Linked DNA regions of Sus scrofa: region 1 is linked to region 2. Evidence: chromatin contacts called from public Hi-C data. All regions are on one chromosome and are shown on one strand. Each heading gives the region's core, a stretch centred on a gene start, on an enhancer-like site or on the middle of the called end of the contact. The rest is flanking DNA. Distances are from core to core; before and after follow the strand shown. Region 1 overlaps REEP3 (receptor expression-enhancing protein 3). Region 2 overlaps JMJD1C (probable JmjC domain-containing histone demethylation protein 2C).

The links. A called contact is a pair of places that touch in the nucleus more often than the background predicts.
Region 1: a Hi-C map of embryonic fibroblasts shows a contact between it and region 2, with 2.3 times the contacts expected there. The contact joins two enhancer-like sites. A contact is called at or near these places in 1 of 5 promoter capture datasets (liver), 2 of 47 Hi-C or Micro-C datasets (embryonic fibroblasts and fetal liver) and 2 of 2 datasets of contacts at active chromatin or transcription factors (alveolar macrophages and skeletal muscle).

Annotation. Positions count from the first base shown.
Region 1 is chr14:67,064,537-67,067,875 of Sscrofa11.1, forward strand. REEP3 (receptor expression-enhancing protein 3) reads left to right here. Exons shown (of 8, transcript XM_001925659.6): 7 at 2,339-2,484; 8 at 3,162-3,339. The coding sequence ends at 3,218. Among named protein-coding and RNA genes, the nearest start is that of JMJD1C, 99 kb to the left of the region's middle. Within about 2 kb of position 1,330, at least 12 of the 83 cell types and tissues checked have an H3K27ac peak or open chromatin away from gene starts, as enhancers often do. A contact at or near this core is called in embryonic fibroblasts, where this site is marked.
Region 2 is chr14:66,675,412-66,678,836 of Sscrofa11.1, forward strand. JMJD1C (probable JmjC domain-containing histone demethylation protein 2C) reads right to left here. Exons shown (of 26, transcript XM_021073644.1): 9 at 3,061-3,233; 10 at 609-2,812. Among named protein-coding and RNA genes, the nearest start is that of NRBF2, 87 kb to the left of the region's middle. Within about 2 kb of position 1,325, at least 39 of the 83 cell types and tissues checked have an H3K27ac peak or open chromatin away from gene starts, as enhancers often do. A contact at or near this core is called in embryonic fibroblasts, where this site is marked.

The DNA of each region.
Region 1 (3,339 bases), core at 80-2,579, 390 kb after region 2:
GAGTTCCTGCTGTGGTGCAGTGGGTTAACAATCTGGCTTCTCTCTATGGAGGCTCTGATTTGATCCCAGCATAGCAGGTTAAGGGTCTGGCATTGCTGCAGCTGTGGTGCAGGTCGTAGGTCGCAGCTCTGGCTTGGATTCTATCCCTGGCCCGGGAACAGGTGCATATGCTACAGGTGCAGCCGAAAAAGAAATGAGATGAGTTGAGATGGAATGGGATGAGATGAGATGAGATGAAATAATGCCATACCCATGGCATGTGAAATTTCCCAGGCCAAGGATCAAACTCCCACAGTAGTTGCGGCCTATACTATAGCTGTGGCAGTGCCAGACCCTTAACCTGCTGCATCACACAGGAACCTCCAGCACATTTTTTTTTTTTAAGGAAAAATGAAGAAATTTAAAACCACCAAAAAGCCTGCTTTCAACAGATATGACGGTTTCACACATACATATATATCTTTTTCCCACTTAATGTTGCAGCCACACTGGCCTCCTCACATCTCTTCCACAGTTATGTTCCCTGGTGCCCTAGTGCCTTTGCATGTGCTGTCTCTTCTACCTAGAATGCACTTTGACTGCTGCAGGGAAGCAAAAGATCTTGGCCTATATAATGATTGATTCTACTTCCAAATCCTTCCTAAGTTCTAGCCCAGAAGTCTGGCAGCATAAAATTGTACTTCCTTAATATACAATTAAAGATGTTTATCTTAGTATGAGACCAGGAAGCTTAATAACAACTCTTCCCGGTTTGCTTAGTGAAACTGAAGTTATTCATGTCCCATGAGAGCAGATTAATAAACATTTATTCAGTACACTTTTCTTCACATGCAAGAAGCCCATCCCTTACCCTTTCCTGAGCCTGAAAACCTACTTTTTCTCAACTAAAGATGTAGGTATCTATAAACCTTACCTTTATTAAAGGAGAATTTGAAACGTAATGGGCCCTTGTAACCTCACCCCTGTCTTTATAACCTGCCTAGTACTCTGGTTGCCTTAGACGTGGGTCCCTCTCTTGCTCCATCCAGGGAGTACGTGCTCCTGGGTTTAGGCTCTGGACCAGTAGCATAAGCATCACCTGGGAACTTGTTAGAAATGTAGATTCTCAGCCCCACCCCAGGTATAGCAGTGTGTTTATAAATAAGTTCTCCAGGTGACTCCTACATGTGCTAATAAGTTTGTGCTAATAAACTCGAAGATAAAGTTTGAGAGTGCTTCAGGAATGGGAAGCTTCAGGAATGGGAGCATTCTTATCTCTGGATTCCAGCCTCAGGATGTTCTCAGACTTCCTGACCAGCCTGACTGCCTGGATGTTTGCATACTGACCAATGTTAAGTCTTTGTAGTTACACATAGCAGCCTGTTAGCAAACCCTCATGACCTCTTACCGAACTTCCTGATGCTGGCTGTTTTCTTTGACTAACATAAGTCATCATAGCCTGTGGTGTTTCAAATTACTGTAGCCTGACTGGCTAGGTTTTACCTCAGCAGCTGAAACAGTGTTGATTTAACCTCTCCATCATTTGTCTCCAATGGATTTTTCTTGCCCAAGGTTCTAGCCCTTTTGGGTCTCCTTAGGTTCACCCTATCATTTCTGGTCTTGACAAAAGATTTGATACGTGGCAGTGAGAGGGACTCTTAGAATTCCTAATTAGGGAGTTCTTGTTGTAGCTCAGCAGGTTACAAACCTGACTAGTATCCATGAGGGTGCGGGTTTGATCCCTGGCCTCGCTCAGTGTGTTAGGGATCTGGCGTTGCCATGAGCTGTGGTGTAGGTCACAGACCAGCTGGAATCTCGAGTTGCTGTGGCTGTGGTGTAGGCTGGCTGCTTCAGCTCCAATTTAACCCCTAACCTGAGAACTTCCTTATGCTGCAGGTGTGGCCCTAAAAAGCAATAAATAAATAAATAAGAATTCTGAATTAAAGTCCAAAGTACCAATAACACATCAAAACACACGATTGCTTAGGTTGTTTAGAATTCATGTAAAGGAGAAAGGGCAGAGAGAGATTTTTCACTAACTATTTATATTCTTTAAATAAATCCATAAACGTGTTAACCTGCTCAAAAATAAATTGTTTTTAATTATTCTGAAAAAAATGCAGAGTAACAATAGGAATGGTCAGGGAAAGCTTCCTGGAAGAAATGAGTTATAAGCCTCATCTAGAATGGTATAAGGAGCAAAGATGAATGGGGAAGGGCAGGCAAGGCATTTCAGATGAGAAAGGAAGAGGAGTGAGCAAGCAAATGCAGACTGTGCAGAGAACTGCCAGCAGAGTGAAGAGGCAGTGCTGACTGGCATCCTTTCACTAAAACATGCTGGTTTTGACAACTCCCCTAGGTTATGGAATTCCACTGAGAGATGGAGATGAGAAAACAGATGAAGAAGCGGATAGGCCATATTCAGATGATGAGATGTTAACACACAAAGGGCTACGAAGATCACAAAGCATGAAATCTGTGAAAGCCGTGAAAGGCCGAAAAGAGGTGAGTGCAGTATAGGATTGTTTTCCTAATGATTACTATTAAGGGATTTCCCTGTTGCATGATAATTCAGGATATTAATGATCCATCAATGAAGGATTAGAAAGATAGAGCATCGGTTATATTTAAAATTCTTTATTCAGATCAGATGGATTAGGATCTCTGGAAATTTAGAAAATGGTAAATTCCTAGTCTTCCACTATCAGTGGAAAATGGTATTCTCACATAGCAAAATCATACGGTTATCATGAGTACCTATGCATAAGCAAAGAAAACAGTATTAACTACATAGTTTTTTTTCTGAACCAACTCTCTATAAGGATTAAATAGTAAAAGTGTATCAATAAAAATATATTGTCTTTGTCCCCAGAAAGCAGTAGAGGATCCCAATAAATGGCCTCAGATCATTGTAAGCAATGTTCATTGACATGTACCAAGCAAAGCATAAATAATGACAGCTAATATTTTTATTTGTTATTAGTGATAACAATCTGTGCATATATCCAACATGATAGCAACAACATTTTTTAGTATATGGGTAGTGCTGTCTTTTGAGTACATACATATAAGATAATTCTTTGTATCAGAAAAGTTAAATAATTCCTATGATTATGAACTACTCCATCCTATTTAATTTCAAAGTCTAATTTGTAATAATAACACAAAATTTCTCTCCTCAGGTGCGGTATGGGTCACTAAAATACAAAGTGAAGAAAAGACCACAAGTGTATTTTTAGTCATGTAGACTTCAAGTATCCCAAGACAAATTATGCTAATATATCAACTTTTTTTCCTAACATCCTATATTCAGGATTTATACATTAAAATAATTCTTTAAATTGTAGTGGTGATAGGGTT
Region 2 (3,425 bases), core at 75-2,574:
ACAGATCACCATAACAAATATAATAATAACAATGGAAAAACCTGTATTACCAAAATACAACAGAGACACAAAGGGAACAAATGCTATTGGAAAATGGTGAGATACTTTCTTGATACAGGATGTCACAAACCTTCAGTTAAAAAAAAATTTTTTTTTTTTTTTTTAAAGAAAAGACAGTATCTGCAAAGCACAGTAAAACAAGGTATGCCTGTATTAGAAATCCACTTCTGGTGTTACAGTTATAATTGCATTTTGACAGTTTCTGGAAATAAAGTTACTACCACTACTAGTAACAACGATCAGATTACACATTGGGTTTTTCCAATACAAGTGCTACTTATATAAGTCAAATATATTCTTACAAGTTTTTTAAAAATGGAGAGACAGGTCTTCTTTCATTTCCTCTTACAGGGTATTTGTGAAATGTAGAAATGAAGTCAGTGAGCACATACATAACACTAGAGCATACAAATAAAGTCAAAGATGTCTTTAAACTCACTACTTTTAGAGCATGCAAATAAAGTCAAAGATGTCTTTAAACTCACTACTTTATTGCAAGAATGTACAGCCCCTTTTACCTGAGATAACAAAGTAATCAATTTACTTACCACTATTATTGTTGCTCTGCAACTTCAATTTACTTTTTTCTTTGGCACTCCTGCTGAGAACCCCATTGGGTTTTAAATCTTCTTCTATTTCACCTTTTCTCTTCTGAAGATCATTTTGCTTCTTTTTGTAAGTGGGCTTAGGTTGCCTTTTAGTCCTTTGCTCTGATTTACTTTCACTTTCATCTGAATCTCCACTCTCAGAGCCAGATTCGTAAGTTCTTTTGGCTTTTCTCCTGACTTTATCATCTTTTACATATTTATCAACTATGATCTTACTATCTACACTATTTTGTACATCATTAGATGTAGAGGCTATTAAATTTACAGAACATGGCTTAATAATTTCTGATACAGAATTCCCTGAATTTTCCATTTTATTAGTATTTTTATCTTCTTCTGAATGTCTTGTAAGCCAGGCCTTTTTCAGTTTAGTATGGTAGTTTGGCTGACTTGTCTGGGATGCTTGCCCATTTCCTACAGAGTTTGCTTTGTTTATTGTACTACAGACTACAGTGCTATCCAAGAGAGGGGAGGCTGAAGATGTCTGATTTTTCACAGCATTAGGCTCAGTCTCACTGACATTACTACTTTTATATTGAGCCGCAGCCAGTGCTGCCTTGTGCTTTTTTAAATGGATAAAATCAGTTGTGCCTGAGAACCCAGAGCTGGGCTGAAGGGCACTTCCTGTCTTACTACTAGCTGGTGTAACTGGAGCTGTGGTGCTGACCCTACATTCTTGTGTTTGAGCCACTGAATGACTAACAGTTTTTGAAGAGGTACATTCTAAGGATTTAGAGGCCAAAATGGTATTTGATAAAGAGTAAATTATTTCTGAACCACCCCAGCTGGAAACACTGGTAGTAGCAGCAACAGATGTGACTATATCCGTTTTGGTACTACACATTGTATTTACAGCAGACATGACTGAACTGGGAACACTGCCCCGTGAGACAGCCTGAAAGTTTTTTTCGGATTTTATGTGAGCACTGTCTGAATTCACACTTGGCAGAATGATTCTTCCAGTCTCTCCAGCTTCTGCTGGTTTGAGGCAATCTGTTTGATTTGCCCCATTTGAAGATCTTTCACTAACTCGATCTTTGGAAGCTAACTGCATTGCTGGCACACTATCAAGTTTTGCACTAGAAGGTGGACGTACGATGACAGATGCCATAGCAGCCTGTGACTTTCCACTGCTTTTCTCCACATGCCATTCAGCTTTCTCTCTGCTGAGGTTATTATTAGATTTCCACATTTCTGTCAAACCCTGTTCAGAAGAACTCTTAAAATTTGCCTGAGTGTCTTTTGGCTCAGGAATCAGAGTTGGAGGCTTTTGTGATTCCTGAACTTTCCCACCAGCATTTACAGGCATCACTGGAGTTAACGTTGGAGGGGAGAGGCTACTATAGCTGCTTTCCTTTCTTTCCAGACTGTGATGGATTGGTGGGTGAAATACTGGTGCTCTATGTAAAGCAGGCATACTCCGGAGTGTATTTGTAGAAGAAACTGTCAAATGAGTAGGGCTCCTACGATCATTTCTGAAAGTTGTTACTGAGTGAGAAGCAATCTGATGGGGAAGGTGTTCTGGCAACTTGCCTACTAAACCTTCATTTTCTGGTTGGTGTTTAATCAAAGGTGGGGGCTTTGAAAGAGATGATATAAATGAAGTCAGAGTTTGAGGACTGGCTCCTGCTACAAGGGTATTACTTTGTTTTTCAGTGTAAATATTTGAAACTTCTTTGGATGGGTATGACCTTGGTGGTTCATTGACTACAGTATTTGACAATGTAGTGAAATAGTTACTTTGGGGCAAACTCTGAGGCACTGAGTGCTTCATTTTATAAAGATCTGATACTGAACATTCTACATCTTTGTCTTGTTTGATGGCATGGCTTTTAGGGCTAGAAGATGATGGTGCAACTCTGGAATAATTATCTCTCTCACCCTCAAGCCCCTTGATTTTGGTTGTAAATGGAGCAACATCAATACTTTCTTGAAGAATTCGACGGTGTTCCTCTTTATATTTGTTTACTCTCTCTCCAGTCTCCTGGGGTGGTCTCTGTAATTGATTCAATACAGGATCCACAAAATGCCTGTGCAAATGACTATCTTTTCCAGTCTGTGACCTATTTATATCGAGGTCATTTTTTGCTGATGTGGATGCAACAGAACGTAACGGTTCAATAAATGCTTTCCTCTCTAATTCTCTGGAAAGAAAATACACAAAAGTTTCTGTAAACACTTTTTCTTGTATGATACAAAATATAGCTTCATACATTTTTATTCTATCATGAAAGTGAAACAAGACTTTGCATATTATTAAGAAAATTAGAAGGGATATCAAAAAAAATAATTGCACTTATTAAGCCTAATTTTAAGACATTTGTTAACTTTAAACCATCTGTTTATAAGGTGAATTAAGAAAAAGACAAGTTTTAAGCATTGGTGAACTTACTCTTTATGATGATCAACTAAACTTTTTGTCAATGGTGGACTGGAATGTGCTGTAATTTTAAGAGGCCGATGAGGTTCTGCACTGGAAGGTCTGACAGGAATGTGACTAAGTAATCCAATACCATCTGCTGAGGTCACAGGGGTAGGCTGATGTAACCAAGGACTAGGAGAATTCTATTAAAAAAATCATACTTCAGTTACTAGATAAAGTTAAACAATATCACAGTAACAGTATATTTATGAAGTATGTGAATTTTACTAAATGTATTTTATGAGAAATATTCAGACAAATAAGCAATACATGGATTTTTCCATATGATGAAGGAAATTAATTAGCATTAAATTGGTTATTTCCAGAAATTTATT